Regions from separate parts of the Mus musculus genome. Here regions 1 and 3 are each linked to region 2. The links are chromatin contacts, called in public promoter capture Hi-C maps. All regions are on one chromosome and are shown on one strand. Each heading gives the region's core, a stretch centred on a gene start, on an enhancer-like site or on the middle of the called end of the contact. The rest is flanking DNA. Distances are from core to core; before and after follow the strand shown. Region 1 overlaps Abr (active BCR-related gene). Region 2 holds the start of Gosr1 (golgi SNAP receptor complex member 1). Region 3 overlaps Efcab5 (EF-hand calcium binding domain 5).

Region 1 (4,207 bases), core at 103-2,602, 270 kb after region 2:
GCTTGACTTGGGCATCAGGCCCTGATGTGAGTACAACCCCACATGGCATCTGCTCTAATCCTGAGTGTCCCTTGCAAACTGGTGTGGCCTGTGGGCTAAATTACGCAGTCTGCAAAGTCTCAGACCCTCGCCGTTAGCTTGTGGCTTCACGCACAGCTAGAGCTGGGCTGCTTAGTCCTCACTGTTGCCTTGGAGAAGATAAAGGGCCATGGAAAGATTGTTTCTTGACTTGGCTTAGAACCAAACCTTAGGAGGCTTTATTTAGCCCTAAGCTCTGTGGAAGCCCAGGCCAGAGCCGCCCATGGCTTATCAATAGATACTACCATAGTGACCCGGTGTGTTGATTTAGGGGCCTCAAGATGACAAACTAGCAGTCTAGCAGTTTGTGTAAATCGCTGGGGATGAAGGTGCCCACGAAGGATCTGATTTATAAGCCCCATTGGAGAGAAGCGGGTGACAGCATTTCTGTGTTGGGGAAAGGTTGGCTGCATGGCAGAGCATTTGCCCAGGGCTTTTGATGCATGTGGGCTCCTCTGGAAAACATGCTGAGAACAACCATCCGGCATGTGTAGTAGAGAAGGAACAAGTGAACTCTGAGCGCTGTTGTTTTATGAAACAAACAATCTCTCCCACAAGGACTGAGGAAACAGCCATCAATTTCTAGGTTTTGTTTTGTTTTTAAGTTTATTGAGTATGCTGCAAGAGGGTAGCAGCCAGGCAATAACTCCAGAACCAGGGCCAACCATCTCCAGATTGTCCCAAAGCAGAAACATACGTGATATGAAGAAAGCCCTCTCTGTCCAAAGATGGAAGATTTTTCAGTGCTAGCTGAGCAGCAGGCTGACTGTTAGTAAAATTCACAGAGCATAATTTTATATCATTGAATTCTCAGCTGCCTACACCCCATCCTAGCTTGAATTTTAGGAGTATAGCCCAGAGTGGGGACTCTTGGAAATGACTGATTATTGACTTTTCAGAGAGATCTCTTCTCAAAAGCTTCTTTTGGGATAGGCATATGAGGCAAGGGTCTTATTAAAATGGGTTGTTTCACAGTGGAGGAAGGCTTCTTCAGATCAGGAACTTTACAGAGGCTAAGGAGCACTGCAGTGGGTGAAGCCCACCTGTTTACCAAGCGTTTGCCAGATTCGCAGGTGAATCCTTGGATGGGAGGAATGAGGGCCAGTACAGGAGCAGTGGCCTCCAGCTTGGAAGGCAAAGTGCAGATCAGGTTTGGGAAGCAGGCAGCTCGCAGGCCAGTGTGGATCTGACTTTGAGAGCTGGAGCCCTGCCCTCCTTGGACTCCAGGGTGTTGTTGGAGGCTGGGCTGTCTCCAAGCAGCTGGCCATTTACACCCCTCTGTGCCTCAGGGCCGTAATGTTTATTATACCTACCAGATTGTGAGATGCCAGTGAAGAGCACTTAGCACCGTTCTTGGTACTTGTGAAGCCATCAATAAGTAACTCTGTGCTTCCTTAATGTGGGGTTTGCACTGGCTTCCTAATGCTGCCGCAAACTTATGGCTAGAGACAACCCTGATTTAGTTTCTTGTAGAGCTTCAGGAAGCTCTCAAGAAATAAATTTATTTCACCTTTTCCCTATATCCCTTGGTTGCAGGTTCCATTCTCTAGCCTCAAAGCCAGCAATTTAACCTTTACCCCCTCCACCTCATTGTTACACGTGACTACTAAGGTAAACCAGGAATTTCCTCAAATTCCATCATACCGGAGAAGTCCCTTCGTTATTAAAGTAACGTGGACCTCTCTGCAGGGTGATCATTGTCTTTACTCTGGGGTGAGATAACATTTCATAGTTTGGGGAGCAACTATGTTCAGACATTTGTACCACTTAGGAAAAGATGTGGAGAATACTCACTTTGGAAAGTCTTCAGGGACACTGGAATGGGTTTTCTCTGTGGCTTGAGAGATTTCCGTGGCTTGAGAGATTTCCGTGGCTTGATAGACTTTTTCTAGCTCACATTAAGGGTGTGCGTGCATTTGATGCCCAGAAAGGAGCTGTTTGAGACAACAGATCTATAAGTACAAGCTTGGGAAGGGTGTGGGAGAGGGAAGGAAACATCCCAGTGGAAGATGAGGTAGCTAGCGTTGGAGGCCTTGGGGTGGACCCCAGCTCTGCCTCTTTTAAGTCTCATTTGTTTCTGGTTTTTGTCTTTTTGTTTTTTCATATTTTTTATTAGGTATTTTCCTTATTTACATTTCCAATGCTATCCCAAAAGTCCCCCATACCCACCCCCCCACTCCCCTACCCACCCACTCCCCTTTTTTGGCCCTGGCGTTCCCCTGTACTGGGGCATATAAAGTTTGCAAGTCCAATGGGCTTCTCTTTCCAGTGATGGCTGACTAGGCCATCTTTTGATACATGTGCAGCTAGAGACAAGAGCTCCTCCGGGGTACTGGTTAGTTCATGTTGTTGTTCCACCTATAGGGTTGCAGTTCCCTTTAGCTCCTTGGGTAATTTCTCTAGCTCCTCCATTGGGGGCCCTGTGATCCATCCAATAGCTGACTGTGAGCATCCACTTCTGTGTTTGCTAGGCCATAGTCTCACAAGAGACAGCTATATCTGGGTCCTTTCAGCAAAATCTTGCTAGTGTATGCAATGGTGTTGTTTCTGTTATATAAGGAAGAATACAGAACTCACTTCAGTGTGGGTGTCGGAGGGCCGGAAAGCAAATATGCAAGTCTGGAGAGGAGTTAAAAGCCTTTTCTGCTGAAGGGCAGGTGCGACCCAGGATTGAGGCTTGTCTTGGGGAAGAAGAGCTTGTCTTGGGGAAGAAGAGCGTAAAGCAGTTGTTGCAAAGGCCTAAGGGACATCACCCACTAGCCAGGCAGGTAACCTCAAGGCCATGTGGGTCTTAGGTGCTAAGGCCCGAGGAAGAAGTGACAGAATAGCCGTCCTGTGAAGAAGAGGTGTCACTTAGCCTAGGAAAAAGCTCAGAAGGCCAGCTTCAGGGCTGAGTATGACTACCTTTCTTGGAAAGGCAGAAATGGCTGGGCCTTGGCCCTGGAAGAGATTGGGAGGTAGGGAAGGGCCTGAGGCCATTACAGGTATTTAAGTAAGATATGCTACAGCCCAAGTTACAGCTTCTGGCCTTCCTTATTTATTTATCGTTGTCTGTTTCAATGTTTTCTTCTCCTACTAGATTATAAACCAGGTGAAGGCTGCGACTGCTTGCTTCCTGTTGTAGCCATAGGGGCTGCTGAGCATTCAGTAAATATTTGTTGAATAAATAGATAAGTGAACCTATCTTTCCTAATTGAATTTTGCAGTATTTATATTAAGTCCTTGACCAGAAGATGTTCTTGGAAGATTGATTTTACCGCAGGAGAGAGGGAGGATTCAGAGATCAGTTCAGAGACCTTAGGTGGGAGGAACCAATCCTGGAGATAGTCAAGGAAGCATCCAGACATGGCTGAGGGGAGGGAGGCGGGCTGATGAGCAGCCAGGAATAAAGCTTGAATAAAATAAATTTTCCTGCCTGGTGAAAATTACATGCTCTTCACTGAAGGTAAAATTTTAACGCCTTTCTCTATGCCACTGTGCCAGTTGGCATCCAGGCTTAAACAGGGCATGATCTCTACCACTGGGGAACAGGAATTCAGGAGGGAGGGAAACCTAGCCGTACACCATGAGGAATGGCTGAGGTAAGCGTGGGTGGCCCACAGCTGACACCTGTTATGGTGTTGAGCCCCTAGGACAGGAAGACCTTAGCACAAGTGGCCACAAGGCCAGGGCTTCCATACCCATTTCCGCCCCATTCTCTCCAACCCTGTCTCAGTTTATATATCACTTCCTCTGGGGGCCCTGTCTGTCCTTAACTGTTCCCTGTCCTTAACTGTTCCCCGTCCCATGTAACCAAGCTCAACCTCAGTCATGAAAGAATGTCTTTATCCCCTCTTCCCTGTTAGACCAGATATAAAGCGGGTCCTTGCTGGCCCTAGTTAGCATCACAAAGTTAGTAAGGAGAAAATGGTGGCGAGCAGAAACGCTGGCAGAGGATGGGAGAGAAACCACACGAGATGGCAGCAGGAGTATGGGTGGTTGCTTTTTCTTTTATGTTTTGCTGTTTTCCAAAACTTATCTAATATAATAATACCTGGCATTAGGCAGAGCATGGAGGTTCATGAATAGAATCTCAGCTTTTGAGTGGTTGAAGCAGGGGTATTGCTGTGGGTTCCAGACCAGCTTGGGC
Region 2 (4,314 bases), core at 1,398-3,897:
GAAGGATTGTGGACCCCGAAGGGGATAGGAACTCCACAGGAAGACAAACAGAGTCAACTAATCTGACTCTTAGAGACTGAACCACCAACATACACTTGGAGTACTTCTAATAAGACATTCTACACAGTGAAATCATTATGTTCTGGCTTATCACCGTGGAATGTAAATACATTTCATTATTTCCCCAGAAAAATAGCAATGGTCCTGTGGGAAGTACAATTATTTTCAACTGTCACTCAAACATTACTAAAATGATGGCAATGAATAAGTTCAAGAACGGAGAGAAGATAAAGAGATAAGACGAATTGTTAGAGAAAATTTACATGAAAAGCTTCATTTCTCGACAAGATAAACATGTTTGTATTCTTCCTTCGAAGGACAGTGAGAACTTGTGCGTCGTAGGTAGAACAACTAGACGTTGAAAAGAGGAAAGATGTCAGAGGCTAGAAACCTCAGGATCCAAAGAACAACGTGCCAGTGAGTTCCTGGGGGTCATTTTGGGTCTTACATACCTACATCGCACCAGAAATGGCAAAAGGTACAGACTAGAAACACTGTAAGCTAATGGCTCTCAACCTTCCTGATGCCGTGACCCTTAATGCAGTTCCTCATCTTGTTTTGACCCCAAATCATAAAGTTATTTTATTTCATAACTGTAATTTTGCTACTGCTATGAATCATAGTGAAAATATCTGTGTTTTGTGATGGTCTTAGGTAACCCCTGTGAAAGAGTCCTTTGACACCTCCACCCCACCCCAAGGAAGTCACAACCCACAGGTTGAGAACCATTGCTTACATAGCCCTGGCTGTCCTGGAACTCACTGTGTAAACCGGACCATCTCAAACTCACAGAAATCCACTTGCCTTTGCCTCCCAAGGGCTGGAATTAAAGGAGCACGCCACCACACCCAGCTATAAACAATCGTGTGACCAATGGTTTTAAAAAGCATCAGCAGGGAACAGTCTCCACAAAGAAAAGAAGAAGTGAGTGCAAAAGACCTGAAAAAGTCAATGATGGGAATAAGCTCACCAGATAGGTTCAGCAGCAACCTGCAGCGGGCAGGGAAACACCCGCTAGTCTGTCAATCACCCTGCAGGCAGAATAGAAGATGTTCTCCAAACAGAACAATGGGAAATCGAGTTTAAGAAATGCATAGCCAGGGACCTGGGGAGATGGCCCAGTGTCCTGAACAAAGAATGATCTGCAATCGCTGTGCTATTTTCAAGCAAGTTTGGTTTTTAGGTATACAGCAAACAGAAATGAAAGAAAGAGACAGCAAGCAGGAGGTAGTAGTTCATGAGATCAGACACTTACGTCATCCAGCAGAAAGCAACGGAGGAGACCTGGAGAGCAAAAACCAGCTAGTTGGAGCCTCTCTCTGACCCACAAAAAGGGTTCCAGGAAGAACGGCTTCTCTTAGGTAAGATGTCCAATGAACCATTCCCACCGTGGGCATCTTTATGTCAGGAAGGTCAGAGGGAATGATCAGCTGTGATCAAGGACACGGTGTGTTAACTCAGATACTCTCCTTCTGTCCTCCCGGACCTGGTATTTTTTACTCTTTGGGCCATTTTGCTACACTATTGCTTTCTCACAGAGCCAGCCAGGTAGCCCATCCCCAGCCAGGGGGTCTCTGGGACAATTTACAAGAAATATGCTTGGGTATTAAGTATGTGTGTGACTGGGGCACGGGGTGACAACCCTATGTCCACAACCAGCTTTTCAATGGACTTAAACAACACATAACAATTTATTACTATAATGCATATTATACTCAGCCAGTAAATTGCTTGGCATGCATGCATTAGGATGTGAGTTCAGATCCCTAGGACAAACATGAAAAGGCCAGGCGTGTCATCATATGTCTGTAATCCCAGCACTGGGAAAGCCAAAACTGGGGCTGGATAGCCAGCTAGTCTAACGACATCAGTGAGCTTCAGGCTGTGGGCACATGGAAGCTGTTAGCAAGGGACAGAGGACTGATGCTCTGCTGTAGACATAGGGAAGTCAACCAGGGAAGGAACTTTACATACTGGACAGTGGAAGATGGGCAGGAAAAGAACCACTGGCTCTGAGAAAGGAAAATGCTGATTGAAGGTACTTTTTCTTTTTCTTTTTCTTTTTCTTCTTGAGACATTTATCCCCACCTAGCCTTGAACTCTCTATGTAGCTGAGGATGACCTTGAACTTCTGGTCTTTTTATCCCCACATTCTGAGTACTAGGATTAAAGGCATATACTACCATGTTCTGTTTATGGAATGCTGGGGGTCGAACCCAGACCCTCTTACATTCAGGCAAGGCACCTGCCCCATTAAGCTTGACACCACCACCACCACCCCCCCACCTCCGGTCCCAAGACATCCTATTTAAGGGGAGATAATGGAAATTGTGTCTCTCCTCTAAGTCACCCGCTGAAAAGAACAATCCGAGATGAAGAAATTGAAGACTGAAGACTGAAAAGATGTGGTATGAACACCCAGAACAGCTAAACGACGCTTTCAAACGAGCTACTTAAAGCTGTAAAATAACGAATTGTCCACCAGGTGGCAGTGTCTAAGGAGGCTAGCGTATCCCATCAGCCTCGGCGCTCGGGGGTGGAAGAAGGCGTGGAGGTGACTCTCTGGCCTTCAAGGCCTCTACTCGCCTGTCCCGACTGACGTTGGGCAACAAAGATGGCGGCAGGAACCAGCAATTACTGGGAAGGTGAGGGCAAGGCCTCGGAGTGGGTTCCACCGGGTGCAGAGTGAACTTAATGAGGCTGGATCTTGAGGGAGGCAGCAGAGGGAAGAGCCAGGCTACGGAATGAGCCACACTTTGGGATGAGGTTGTCCAAGAGGAGCCCTGGGCCTGGGAACTTGGGGAAGGAGCTGGGGCGGAGTGAGCCGGACCTGGGAAGGGGTTGGGTCCGGGAGTGGAGGGAGCCGGGATGGAGAGGAAGAGGCGCCTGAGGCTCCAGATGGAAGTGTGTGAGGGGTAGTGAGGCTCTCCGGATGGGGCTGCGGGGACGAGCTCTTGGGAGGAGGGTGTTGAGCAACAATATCCAGAGCCCGGAAGACGAGCAGTCAGAACCTTGGAGTTGAGGTCACTGTCAGACAACTAGGAGTGAGGAGGGACTTGTCAGCGCCAGCCTTGCAGGGATATTTTAGTGGATGGTCGTCTCCTCCTGGACCCCAACTGGCAATTTGAGATTGAGACTTTAATGACGACTGGGTGACAGAATACTGAAAATAACTGTACCTTCTTCCCTGGACTCCAAGATCGGTTTTGTTAAAAATGATAGCAAAAAAAGGTTCTAATGAATACGTTTGCTGTTCGTCTCCCGCCAGGAAAACCTTCAGTTGTGCTTATTTAATTCCTGAAAGTCTGGTCCACTCAAGTGAGGTCACACAAAACCTTCCTAGTCCACAGTGATCCACAGAGATCAGAAATGGCCCACTTTGTTTCATTTAACCTTTTGCTTATTTAGTTTTTAAGCCTATTTCCTCTTTTTGTCCCATGAAGCCCCTGGGAAATATGGTATTGTCACCATCAGCCAGTAGATCTAAGGGACTGAATTTTATGTTCTGTCATGTTTTCAAAATACATTCTACTTTATGCTTTTCATTAGACTAAATAGATAAATAGAATTACAGAGAAACATGCCTATAGTTTAAAATGTGTATTTAAAATGCCCTTTGGAAATACTTGTCGTAGCTAGAATTTCTTTTTAAACTATGTAGATAGGAGTAGCTGCTATGATAGTCATTATTGATAGTCATTAGGCTGTGGGTTTTTGAAACACTATACTGTAATAATTAAAGCAATTAATATATTGACAATATATCTTTGTACCAGATGCTTTAAGCATGTATAGAAAAACTGAAAGCTTGAGGTTTTTAAATGAACTGGATCATCAGTAAATCTCAAAGACAATAGGTGGCTGAGCTGACGTTAGGAGTGGGATTTGGTCTCTGGGTAGATACACTCCACCATATAATTCTGCTTCCTGCCTTGGATTGCAAAATATAATGACACAGTGTCTTGATATTCTTTAGTCCTGAGACATTCTTACATTATTCCTTCCTGTGTTTACTCCTTTCATTTGAATTTCACCATGAACACACACACACACATACACATATATGCATGCATACATACATACATACGTACGTATGTACATACATATTGGGTTTCCAAGTATGGCTCCTTTCATTCAGCCGTTCAGAAACCAAGCTTCTACACCAGTTTATCTGTTTGCTTCTACTTTTAAAACATATGCTTTAAAAAAAAAAAAAAACCTGTCACATTTGTCTTGTTCAAAGTGTACTCTTTG
Region 3 (4,609 bases), core at 483-2,982, 330 kb before region 2:
GCCCGATCCCACAGAAAAGGAGGCATGGAGGCCCCAGCCTGCAACGCCAGCACTTGGGAGGTAGAGGCTGAGAGGCCTTACGCTCACTTAAGAGCTTGAGAGGCTTAAGAGGCCACCCTTGAGTCCATAACAAGTTCAAGCCAGCCTGTCTCGAAGGAAAGCAAGAGACGCATAGATCACGTCACATACACTCGTGCGTTCTGAACTACTCCGTTTGGATAGTACACCAATCATTAACACTATCTAATTTTATGACATTTTCAAAAGTAAGCTGTAGCCCATTAGTGCTGGCTCCCTCTTCTCGCACTCTGTTCCCGAGCAACCGTGTATCTGCTTTCTGTCTGTCTGTTTGGATTTGCCTGTCCTGACTTTTGGTACAAATGGTATTATGCAATCGGTGGTGTCTTGTTTGCTCATCCTAGTGTTTGCAGGGTTCGTCTACATTTTGGTGAATGGTAGTTGTTTATTCCTGAGTTATCTATACGTGGATATGCTATAGCTCACTTATCCACGTATTGGATCATGGGCCCCTGGGATCTTCGTTTTTTTTACTGTTGGGATTGTGTTACCAGGACTGTTTTGTTTACAGTTGTTTTGTTGGATGGTGGTGATTTTGTTTTGTTTTGTTTTCTTTTGTTTTGTTTAAGAAGATGAGTATTCTGTTCTCTTGGGCTCAGACCTTAGGGGTGAAGTGGTTAGATCAATGGCAGCTCTTCTGTGTAACTTTTGTGTCTCTATGGCCTTTTGACTTGCAAGGCTGCTATTGAGATGTGGGAAGCCTTCCTTGTTTTCTGAGTTTGCACATGTTACTTGTGTTTTGCTTCTCCTTTATCCCCAGAGCTGTGAGATTTTGTGGTGAGAAGCCTTGGTGTGGCTGTTTCCACCCATTGGTCTGGGTTCTTGCTGGGTCTCTTCAGTTGTGAAATCTAGGTCCTCACCTCCTGGATACCTACATACATAGCATCAAGGGTGCTATTACAGCTGTGCAAGTTGTGCGCTGCACAAAGCCCCCCCCCCCACCCACACACACACCTGAGTGGGCAAATGTCCGCTCACTCTCTAACCCGATTCCACTGACTGAGCGCTGTGCCTGCCTTGACTTGATGCTACGTCTGCTTGGAAGGGGGCATCTTTTTCTTCACAAACCTCTTCTCTGCTCAGCCAGCTGGAGGGTAGTTCATGTATCCAGCACAGGTGACCTGGAGGCTGATGGTGACCCTCCTCTCCCTTCCTTCTGTTCCTTCTTTCTAACACTTTATTCAGACATTGGGTCTCCTAGACTCAATCTTCAAAGTGCTATTTTTAGTGGGTAGAGTACAGCTTAAGTCGTAGAGCTGGCGTGCACAAAGCCCTAGGCTTGATTCCCCATGTCTGCAAATAGGTAAACAAGCGTCCTGGTTTCTCTCCCATCCCCTGCCCTCCTTTGTGCTGCTTTTACTTTTCCTATTTATTTATTTATTTATTTATTTCTCTGTTTTTTAAGTTCTTACCTGCTAAGCTGTGGATTGGGGCGGTGTGAGCGAGAGCCCCTGCACCTCTGTTCACATTTCACCTCGGGTCTCCCAGGGCACTGATGATTGCAGTCTTGCAGTGTTCTCCTCCCTCTCTTTCTCCTTTGGTGTTTGAATCCCTGCATCTCCACGTGATGATTTGCTGGTTTGAAGAGTGAAGTGACTTCCTGTGTGCACGCTTCTCTAAGTTCTTTATCTTGGACCGTTGGCTTCTGGTGGGACTGGATTCTTCCCTTACTGTCTGGACAGGAAACAGCCTCTCTTCCCAACTCCTAGGGCCTGAGGGGGAGTCTGCGGGCCTCCATATTTAGAACATCTCCCAAGGGTCCTGCCATGTTCACTGGGGAACTGCACTCTTAGTCCCCACTCCCAAGATGTTACCCTGAGATGAAATGAGAGGAAATCACCCAGCGCTGCAGGGGCAGGGGCATTACTAGGTCTCTCACTCTTTCCTAAATGCATCTGGACACCTCTCTGAATCCAGTGAGGCTGCTGGGCTAGGCAAGTGTAAGCCTCCTCCATTGCTGGCTTATCCTCTCTTCTCCTGTTAGCATTGCCGCCCTTCGTCTCTGCCTGCTCCCCAAACTTTATTCCTTCATCCTTCACTCAGCCACTTTAAAGGAATGTTGGCTCTGTGCCAGGCTCTGTCTTAGGACTTTGGGGACCAACAGAGAATAAAGCTGATTAAAGTCCCTGCTCTCAAGAAGCTCACAACTCCAAGGTGGCTCTTGCATGCTATCAGGAGAGTGAGAGCCTATCTAAGACAAAAACAGAGGAAAGCAGAGAATAAACAAGGCAGGGCTGGGATGGAGCCGGTGGCAGAGCACTATGCTCACACAGACACACACACAATCACACATACATACATCTCACATAAACACACTCACACAGGGCAGTAAACATAACAAATATATACCTTGATAACAAAAAATAATAATGCTAAGGAGCTGGAGAGACAGCTCAAAGTCCAAGAGTGCTGACTGGTCTCTTCCAGAGGACCTGGGTTCAATTCCCAGCACCCACATGGCAGCTCACCACTGTCTGACTCAAGTTCGAGTGGATCTGACTCCCTCACGTAGGCATATGTGTAGACCAAATACCAGATGTACATTAAAAAATAATAAAACTGTTTTATAAATTCGTGATAAAATAAGTAAGCAGGGTAAGGTGATTGGGTGGCGTTGGTGGGAGACAGGGAAGGAGTGTGGGATGGAGTTTTGTTTTCTCTTAGGTGATGTGGTGGATCTCACCTAAGGTCTTGTGTGAAGCAGTTCAAATATAAATAGATAGTTAAGAGAGACCTTGTCATACGGTAAGATTTAAGCAAGGAACTCAGCTATATGGATCCGTCTGTGGCGAGTACTTCAAGCAGGGCAAGGAACCAAAGCAAAGACCTTCTAAAGCAGGAATACACGGTGTGGTGAAACAGGGAGGACACTGTGTCAGGAGCAGAGCAAGAGAACTAGAGGCACATAGAAGGTGATGGGTGGGGCAGTGGGCCGAATCAGTCAGAGTTTCACACTGTCCAAACAGACTGTGAGAAAAAGGATAAGCTGGAGAATTTCGTGACATGGCGTATGCTTTCAAAGAGTCACTCTGATGGCCAGGATAGTGGCTCCCACTCCTAGCGCTTGAAGACTAAGGCAGAAGAAGGAGTATGAGTTCAAAAGTCAACCCGAGTTACATGGCAAGACTCCACCTAAAAAATAAAATCAGGAAATATAAGGAACTGGGCAGGGTAATGCTGACTTTTAATTCCAGCACTTGGGAAGCAATCACTGTGAGTTCCAGGCCAGCCTGGTCTACAGAGTGAGTTTCAGGATAGCCAGGGTTAAAAGAAGAAAAGAGGGACAGGAGTGGGGGAGGAGAAAATAAGACCTCTGTTAGAAAGGCTTTGTGGTGGGGGAGGGGCGGGGGGGGGGGATAGTCAGCGACCAGTCAGCGGGGCTGCCGGCTGCTGCAGGAATGGAAGGTGGGAGTGGTGCCAACAGAAATGGTGAAACACGGTCCAGTCGTAGCGCATGTTAGTACAGATTTTGTTGAGACGTAACTCCACAGCTTGGGTGCAAAATGTGAATAAAACAAGAGCCAAGGTTGACGCCATGGTTTGGAGAAATGGAGAGGCCATTAGTAAAACTGGAGGACGCTGTAGGGTGGGGGTTCTGGTGGGGGAAGATGAAGAGTTCACATTCGGGGGCTCAGCTGCTCTTGCAGAGGACTGGAGTTCTGTTCCCAGCACCCACATGGTGGCTCACGGCCACCTGTAACTCCTGTTCCAAAGCATCCAATGCCACCTTCTGACCTCTGTGGGCACTCACATGCACACACACAGGCATGTGCACAGCACAGCACACACACACACAGGCATGCACACACACACACACACACACACACACACACATGCATGCACACACAAATAAATAAATATAAATACTTTTTAAAGAGTTCACACTTTGGGGCTGGAGAGATGGCTCAGTGGTTAAGGCACTGACTGCTCTTCCAGAGGTCCTGAGTTCAAATCCCAGCAACTACATGGTGGCTCACAACCATCTGTAAAGGAATCTGATGCCCTCTTCTGGTGTGTCTGAAGACAGCTACAGTGTACTCATATACATTAAATACATACATACATACATACATACATACATACATAAATACATAAATCTTTTGTAAAAAAGAGTTCACACTTTGGCAAGCTGAGGTAGAAGTGCATATTGAATATCCAAGCAGAGAACTGAGTAAGTCGCTAGAAAAAGAAATGGGAATTTTGGAGAAAGCTCTAGGTGGAGATTTGTTGGCCAATCGGTGATTTGCAAAGGGGGAAGAGGAGTGCAGACAGTTCTTGGAATGTCTTAGCACCGAGGGAGCATAGCAGCAGGTTTGACAGCCACCAAAAGTCTGGAGGTGGCTTCACCAAGCCATGAACTATGTAAACTCACACATTTGATTTATGGCTGCGTTATGAGAAGTCCAGAGTGTGTGCTGTTGTACAGCAATCGTGCTCACAGTGGGAGTGGCGGGGCTGTGTGCTGCAAGAACTCGGGATTCATCCTGGAACAAGCTTCCACTCAGCTGGAGTAACTCAAAACACAAGCTGT

The links. Promoter capture Hi-C pulls out the DNA fragments that hold promoters and counts their contacts.
Region 1: a promoter capture Hi-C map of the C10 cell line shows a contact between it and region 2, with 2.1 times the contacts expected there. The contact joins the enhancer-like site here to the promoter of Gosr1 in region 2. A contact is called at or near these places in 3 of 39 promoter capture datasets (the 3T3-L1 cell line, the C10 cell line and macrophages) and 2 of 115 datasets of contacts at active chromatin or transcription factors (bone marrow-derived macrophages and effector CD8 T cells).
Region 3: a contact with region 2 is called in a promoter capture Hi-C map of pre-B cells, with 2.1 times the contacts expected there. The contact joins the enhancer-like site here to the promoter of Gosr1 in region 2. A contact is called at or near these places in 8 of 39 promoter capture datasets (the 3T3-L1 cell line, the C10 cell line, the HPC-7 cell line and 4 more), 1 of 15 datasets of contacts at CTCF or cohesin (the NIH/3T3 cell line), 2 of 484 Hi-C or Micro-C datasets (the G1E-ER4 cell line and the N1E-115 cell line), 2 of 115 datasets of contacts at active chromatin or transcription factors (large pre-B cells and neural tube) and 3 of 9 other capture datasets (embryonic stem cells, liver and macrophages).

The regions. Positions count from the first base shown.
Region 1 is chr11:76,486,711-76,490,917 of GRCm38.p6, reverse strand. All of the region lies in intron 2 of Abr (active BCR-related gene), which reads left to right. Among named protein-coding and RNA genes, the nearest start is that of Timm22, 82 kb to the right of the region's middle. Within about 2 kb of position 1,352, at least 24 of the 459 cell types and tissues checked have an H3K27ac peak or open chromatin away from gene starts, as enhancers often do.
Region 2 is chr11:76,761,911-76,766,224 of GRCm38.p6, reverse strand. It overlaps Gosr1 (golgi SNAP receptor complex member 1), which reads left to right and starts at 2,647. Exons shown (of 9, transcript NM_016810.4): 1 at 2,647-2,705. The coding sequence starts at 2,675.
Region 3 is chr11:77,094,289-77,098,897 of GRCm38.p6, reverse strand. The region is part of intron 17 of Efcab5 (EF-hand calcium binding domain 5); the gene reads left to right. Among named protein-coding and RNA genes, the nearest start is that of Nsrp1, 18 kb to the right of the region's middle. Within about 2 kb of position 1,732, at least 5 of the 459 cell types and tissues checked have an H3K27ac peak or open chromatin away from gene starts, as enhancers often do. A contact at or near this core is called in pre-B cells, where this site is marked.